Regions from separate parts of the Gossypium hirsutum genome. Here region 2 is linked to region 1. The links are chromatin contacts, called in public Hi-C maps. All regions are on one chromosome and are shown on one strand. The core of a region is the stretch at or near the end of the contact, and the rest is flanking DNA. Distances in the headings are between cores, read along the strand shown.

Region 1 (3,776 bases), core at 771-3,270:
ATAAAAGGGTAATTAAGTTTTTGGGTAACCAATTGGTCACCTAATTTTATATTTTGATTATCTAAAAATGAAATCCTCACAATTTCATTATATATTTTTTAAAACACTTTTATTTTAGTTACACATAATAGTTGATTATGTATACCATATCATATTTACACTTTCATTTTAGTCACTTAATTTTTTAAATTGTTTTCATTTTAATTACTCAAAAAATAATTTTTTAAAAGATTGATCGAGATGAAAAGACATGGATCAAAATGCAAAAGAGGTAAAAAAAACATCCCTTTGAAACCTTCCTTCCTTGGATAGTTACTGAAGGAAGAAAGTTTCCAAACTTTCATAGCAAATGGCAGAAAAATAGAATATGTTACATCGATTTGATCTCTTCACATCTCTGGCAAAGCCACACATCATCCTTTGCCTAAGTCCCCTTCCCAGTTTGAATCTTTCCCTATTAGCTTCGTTGATCAAGATAGAAATCTTCAGTTCTTCCATCTTCATTTGGGTTAAAACCCCATTTCGAATAAGCTTATTTTCCTCGACAATCCTTCAGCTTCACTTTCTAACATTTCTCCTCGTCATGTTGTTCCATTGGGATAGCTCTCCTAGTTTCCTCCATTTTATATGAGAATTAACCCCGAACTCCCCACTACCGTTAAAGGACCATCCCTCCATGACAGCATCTTTACGCTCATCATTGACAAGCCACTCCGACCTAAATTTAAAGGACTTCCAATTTTGTTTATCCCTCTTCTCAAGGCAAAGAAAGAGAGGCTTATGATCAGACCCAATAGCAATGTCAGAAGATGCTAAACAGTTCGGGAACCAATTACACCATCGAGCATTACATAGGATTCTGTCGATTTTCTCTGACGAATCCTTTATTGTCCCTATTGTTGGCCCAAGTAAACTCCCCTCCCTGAACCGGTAGATCAAACAAATTACATCCAGAGATAAATTTATTAAACTCCCAAGCTCTTGACACATCAATCGGATTACCTCCTTGCTTTTCATAGTTAAAACGTACGTCGTTAAAATCTCCTATACAGCACCATGCTTTATTGCACCAGTGATTAAGCTTTTTAATAGCTTCCCAAACTTCCAATTTACCCTTAACATAGGGATGTCCGTACACAAAGGAACCTTTTTCCGTTTCAACAGTTGTATCAAAGAAATTCTTAGTAGCTACATAGACATGCAGATTCACATTTTATCGCCACCACAAAGAGAGACCTCCTGCAGTCCCCGTTGGATCAACATACTTTGAGTAAACATAGCCCAATCTGTTCCTGAGTTTTTCCAGTTTTGAGCCCCTCTGTTTAGTCTCACTAAGAAATATAATGTCGGGATTATGTTTTTGATAAACATCCCTTAAAGCCCTAACAGAGTGTTGTTGGCCTAAACCTCTACAGTTCCAAGCCACAATATTCATAATAAGCAAACAATAATGCAAAGAAAACCAATCATAAAGCAACAATCCATCAACCCTGAGTCATCTTTCAATGAAGAAGTGAAATAACCAAACCAAAATCAAATCATAGAAAAAGAAAGAGCAACAATAAAAGTGGATCCAAGGGAAGACTTGAACCTGACAGAAAAGCTGAAAAAGGAGCTCACTGAAGAGAAGACCCCTCACAACAGAAACAACCAAAAAAGCTCCCAAACCGAGCCAATCGAAGAATCCAGTGAGACCCAACTCTCAGAACCCCACCAGCAATGAAAAGAAAGAAACACCAGCAGCCTGAAAACCCCAGCTGAAAGGAAGCAACTAGCAGCGAGCAAACACAGAAAAAAGAATTTCCGGAGGGAACCCAAACGCTCCGACAAAATCCCGAGATAAAACGGAGAAAAACCAGCGAACAAGAGTTGAATCGAGACAGCGCCGAGAAGGACCTTTTCTCGCACTTCGGCTTCAAGAACCATAGATCAAACAAGAAATTTCGACAGAAACCCACAAGTTTCGACGAAATCTTGAGACAAACAGAGAAAAATGGGCGATCACTATTTATTTGCTCTTTTTGTATGTGGCGGGAGATATTGTAGGGAAAACCTTTTTCTTACTAACTTATCTCTTAGATATTAGAAAAAAAAGAGGACCGAATTTAAAGATAAGTTTATTAGAAACTGGTGGATTTGGGCCGAAATAAAAAATGCTAATATTTTTTTCCCTCCAATATCTTCCGCCATATACAAAAGGAGCAAATAAATAGTAAACGTAGTAAGAGAAGAACCTAAACACCTGAGAGAAGTGCGAAATGGAGAATCCAAAATCAGCGCCGACGGGTTGCTACAAATGCGGAAAGACAGGCCACTGGTCCCATGACTGCCCCGAGGCCCTCAAATCCGATCATCCCAATCCCGGAAAACCCGGATCCGGTATCCCAAATCCCGTCGGAAAAGGCTGCTACAAGTGCGGAAGACCCGGTCACTGGGCTCGTGACTGCCCCGATCAACCCAATCTCAACGCTTCCTCTGCCGCCTCCGCCGCCCTCAGCTATACTCCCAATCAGCTCCCTAGACCCGAAAAGCCCAAGAAAGTATCCAAAAGCAGAACCCGACCCAAGCTCACACCTGAACTTCTCCTCTCCGATGATGGTATCGGTTACATCCTTCGCCACTTCCCTCGGGCTTTTAGGGACCGCGGTCGCAGTCACGAGGTAGATTACTAGATTTATCTTCTTTCTCTTAACTTCATATGATTGTTCTTCTTTTACCTTTTTTTGGGTGATTTAATTAAGCTTTAAAGTTTTTTGCTTTTAGGCCAGTGATTTGAGAAACTTAATTGGGTTGTACAGAGAGTGGCACAAGTATTTGCTCCCTTATTACTCCTTTGATCAGTTTGTACATAAAGTGGATAAAGTTGCTTCTTCCAAACGTGTTAAGGTAACTCATTCAACCCTTAATTTGCAGTGTTCAATGACTTTTTACTGAATTTAGGGTAAAGTAGTTTTTGTTTCAGGGGAGTAGCCTGCAAGACATTACGCGATTGACTACCTCTTACTCGTAGCTTTGGGTTATTCTGATATTATCTTTTGAGACTCTAAAATTTAAATGTACATAACGAGACGAGGTTTAATGTTTAACCATTGAATTTCACGTATTGTATTAGCTATTTAGCTTTGTTTGAGATTGTTCGTGTTGATCTGGACTCCATAGATGTTCTTTGTTTCCCTAAAATACAGGCAGCTTTGATGACAGTAAATTTAAATCCCTTTACGTGCCGGTGAATTTGCTTTAGCATCTTCATGATATGGACAGCTGAGTAAATTCTGGGTATACATAAGCATAATTCGTTTGTTGCATATATCTTGTCAGAACTGTGTTAGAGACTTAAGAGAGCGAGTTGCTAGAGGAGGGGATCCTACAAAATTGCATGAAAGTCCAGATGAATTTAATGGCCCCAGCGATGGGCAAGGTATGCTGCAACAGTGCCTTTTTTTCTTTTGGTTGTAACAGATTCCATTTCCATGTAGCCCATTTCAAGCATGTTTATTTGTTTTATTGCTTAGAGGCATACTATTGTATTGCTCTTTAAGGTGACAAAATAAGCAACCCTCTCTTTATTGTAGTGGCTGGACATTCTGAGGAACAAACTCATGCCCACTATGAGGTAGATCATGTAGATGATATTCAAGACAGCATGCTTAATGAGATTTACCAGAAAGTTTCTGAGGTAACCGTATTCCTTTGAACTTGTTCTTCAGTTGTCTATGTTCTTTCTGTTATACTTGTGAACACTCAAGTCAATAGCTAGTAGTGTGGGGGGTCCTTTA
Region 2 (3,776 bases), core at 442-2,941, 720 kb after region 1:
TCGAGCATAGAAACTATCTATTATCAGTTATTCAGTATGCTAATATCCAGTCACTAGTATTTTAGTTCCAAGGTTACATAACTCGAAACTACCATAATATAAGTTTCTTCATTGGAGGTAGGAACTTTAAACCACTTATTATGGAAAATGTGAAAGAATTTTGGCAATTCAACTACATATGATAACTGCAAAAACACACACGCATGCACACAAATTCTTAACACAAACCTGAACTTCAATTGCAGCCTCTCGTCCTACAGTTAGCATCTGTACAGTCCTTCGTTCCTTTAAACAGTCACAGAATGATGGCAACAGGAGTTTCTTCCCAACCAGAAAATCTGCCTCAAAATAAAAGTTATACATAAGGCATGAGATATAGCTACTTCAGCAAGACTTGGAAGCACAAATCCAGATAAAGCCATTTGATACAGCAACTTCAGCATTACCCCAGCAGCACTCATCCAAGGGAGACAGCTTTTGACATGCTGACAATTAGTGACTTGCAATGAAATATTTTGAATCAAAGACAAAATAACAATAAACTTAGCACAAGTTTCAAGCAGACATAAAATTTCATAACTTACCTCTTAGATAATCCATGATGAAAGGGTATAAATGAGCACGAGTTAGTCCTCCGCCAGGTTCTTTGTCAAGCAAAGCTCTAATAGATCCATGAAACATAATGAAAAGAGAGTGAATTTCCTTGAGAACCTCTCTTAATGCATCAATCCGCCATATGGCTTCCGGCTCCTTACTTTTCTCCACTATCTATAACAATAAATAGCAGATATCAGACATCAGACTTTCCCATCAAGGGACAAAATTTTACAGGTTGACCAAGATATATGTACTTTACTCTTTTTCCAACAAAATGCTGGTAATTACCGGAACACGTCTAAACAAGGTTTCAAGATTTCAAGACAATCTATTGACACCAATAACCAAACATTTGTACATCTATGCCTAAAATTACCATTCAGAAGCAAATGGACATAGAAAAAATATATATCATACTAGATAGTCACAACTACATTCATACCATAACCATCCAAATATCTGGCTCTGCCTCGTAAAAGACATGAGAGTGCCTCTCTGCCTCTATAACGTCGCAAGCAGCCTCCGGAGAGAAAATTCTGCAGAAAAAACTCTAATGTTTTTGTAAAAAGAACTAGCTAAACAAAGAAACTTTGTTCTAATCTTAAACTGAACACGATGGATCACGAAAGGGGTTCCTTAGTACTAACCGCGTGAATGTAATAAGCCCTTCGCTGAGCCCAACCACAGAGAGTTGAGTCGAAAAGGGCAAATCAGGAGGAAAGAAGTACAAAATTTTATCAAGTTCTTGCCCTTCATGTTGGCCTCTTCTCAAATCAAATATGCAGAGTTGCATGCCTTCAGTAGCAGTGCCAATAGACGACAAACCCATGAAACTAGCTAATTTGTTTCAATGAACCTGATTGAAATAAACAGAAAAAGGAAGATTGGAACGCAAAAAAAAGCTACACAATTATTAGGAAAGAAAAATTAAGAAAAAGCGACAGTGAGATGCCAAAACACTTACTCTGTAAAATTTGGCGATGAAGCTTCTCAGATCCTCAGTAGCCAAAGAACGAGAGCGAGTAGACTTGCGGTTTGGAGATGAACTTTGAATCGTAGGTGGAAGGAGTAATTGTTAGTTAATGAATAAAAATTAAATTAAAGAAGGGCAACTTTTGGGCTGTCATGGTAAAGCCCAATTTGAGTTGGGCATCAAGTTTGGAGCCTAAAGCCTACAACCACTCTTTTCAAATTGCTTAAATTTAAATTATCAAAAGCTAACTAAGAATTAGTTGAATATAATGGTAAGGCACATTGTATTATTAAGGAAAGAGCTTAAGCTCAAATTTTGAAGACAACATTTTTTTGGAGGGACAGCCACGAATTTTGAAGGGATATCAATTTGGTTTGATTTTTAGTTTTTTATATAGTTTTTTTCTAGACTTATTTTGAGAAATTAAAGTTATTTTTATAATTTTTTAATATTATTTGATAAAGTTTTAAAGAATAATTTTTCAAATAAATAAACAATAATCAATACATATTTTTTATACAAAACTCTTAAATAATTTTGACTATTTTAAATTTTATTTATTTTTTATATCATAAAAATTAGATTTAATTATAAATTAAATAAAAACTAGAATTCGATTTGATTACAAGTAAACACAATTTTTTAATTTGCATTTCATAAACTATTCAAACACTACAATTTAGATCAATTTTTGGTTTTTTAATTTTTCTCACTCGAACCTATAGTAAACTAGATTAATGGCACATGTGGGTGAAAATAATTAAAATATATATTTATTAAAAATCCATATAAAAATAATTGATGCTTTGATTATAATAATAAAGTTAAATATTTATCATGTATGGTGTTTTAGGTTCATATATTATTATAATCAAATATTTATGAATTTATTATATAGAAACACAAACACACCCTCATAGAAATATATATATATACATTTACATTTGAGAGGGTATTTACAAAGTGAGTCGTATACATACCTTGGAAGTTAGGTACTATTGATAAATTAGAAAATTTTAAGTGTTACTAAATTAGATATTAATTTTTAGTATTGAATTTATGTTGTTAATCTTTTTATATATTTATAAAAATTAAGTACCTTGACATTATAATTTTTATGCGTCGTTTTTAGAATTAGACCAACTAGTTGATTTGGGAGTTGATCGGGGTATAGGTCCTAAATAAGGGATCAGATCGACTAATTGTGAACCGGTTAAATCGATTAAACCAATTGAACTGGCTATCAAGTCGAGTGAACCAATTTTTCCTTTTTTTTCCTCTTTTATATCATTAATAAATTTATTCAATTAAACAGGATGAACTGATTAGAACATGAATCGATTGTCTAATTAATTTAACCATCGGTTCAATTCTGAAAATATTGCTTTTGTGTAACAAAAAAAAAGAATTATATTATAAAATAAAGAGAGATGGAGAGAATAAAGAACAAAAGAAAATATGAAAACAATAGATTATGTACTTTATTGATCGAAAGGGGTATTACAATTTTTCATCAGAGTCTCTATTTATAGGCATAAGAAGTATAAAAGAAGTAGATATCTAATTCTAATAACTATTAGAATTTAAAGTACACCAAAATTTTATCTTGATCATGATGGGCATCCACTTCATAAGATATTCATAACCCTTCTCTTTGAATGTCCATTGGTAGATAATGTGCCTCGTTAAAACCTCATTAAGAAAAACCCTGTGGGATAAAAACAAAGGAAAAAGAGTAGACAATCTATAATATGCATAATATATTGCCTCATTAAAAAACTTATCAGGAAAACCTAATGGGACAAAACCTCAGTTAAGGGAAAAATAGTACAACGTGTATTTATTCCTCCTCATGAAAACATCACATACTTTCTCATATTCTACGTATTCAATCTTGAATACTAGTTTTTCAAATGACTATTTGAATGTATTGCTAGGCATTTATATCACCATTCTTTTGAAAATCATGAGTGAGGAAAATTTTTGGGGAAATATATTTTGATCTCTTCAAGAGTTTCAACAATAATCATAGCAAACTTTAATCATGATCCTTCTATAAAAATACAAATAGGTATTTTGGATCATTTTATCATCCTCTTTCAACTACTATTGACTAAGTCAAATTTACCATATATGTTCAATTATTTCAATTCATATAAATGAATAATTTTCCTAAAATTTCAATATGCTTTTAGCATTCTAAATC

Evidence for each region. A called contact is a pair of places that touch in the nucleus more often than the background predicts.
Region 2: a Hi-C map of leaf shows a contact between it and region 1, with 2.0 times the contacts expected there. The contact joins the promoter of LOC107886338 here to the promoter of LOC107886349 in region 1. A contact is called at or near these places in 5 of 34 Hi-C or Micro-C datasets (hypocotyl and leaf).

What each region holds. Positions count from the first base shown.
Region 1 is chrA03:72,968,775-72,972,550 of Gossypium_hirsutum_v2.1, forward strand. LOC107886349 (TIMELESS-interacting protein) reads left to right here and starts at 2,021. Exons shown (of 5, transcript XM_016810270.2): 1 at 2,021-2,660; 2 at 2,764-2,886; 3 at 3,319-3,418; 4 at 3,573-3,676. The coding sequence starts at 2,259. LOC107886351 (a long non-coding RNA gene) reads right to left here and starts at 2,077. Exons shown (of 2, transcript XR_001680735.2): 1 at 1,592-2,077; 2 at 273-1,409.
Region 2 is chrA03:73,690,208-73,693,983 of Gossypium_hirsutum_v2.1, forward strand. LOC107886338 (vacuolar fusion protein CCZ1 homolog B) reads right to left here and starts at 1,692. Exons shown (of 10, transcript XM_016810246.2): 1 at 1,562-1,692; 2 at 1,245-1,453; 3 at 1,040-1,133; 4 at 585-768; 5 at 229-338. The coding sequence starts at 1,426.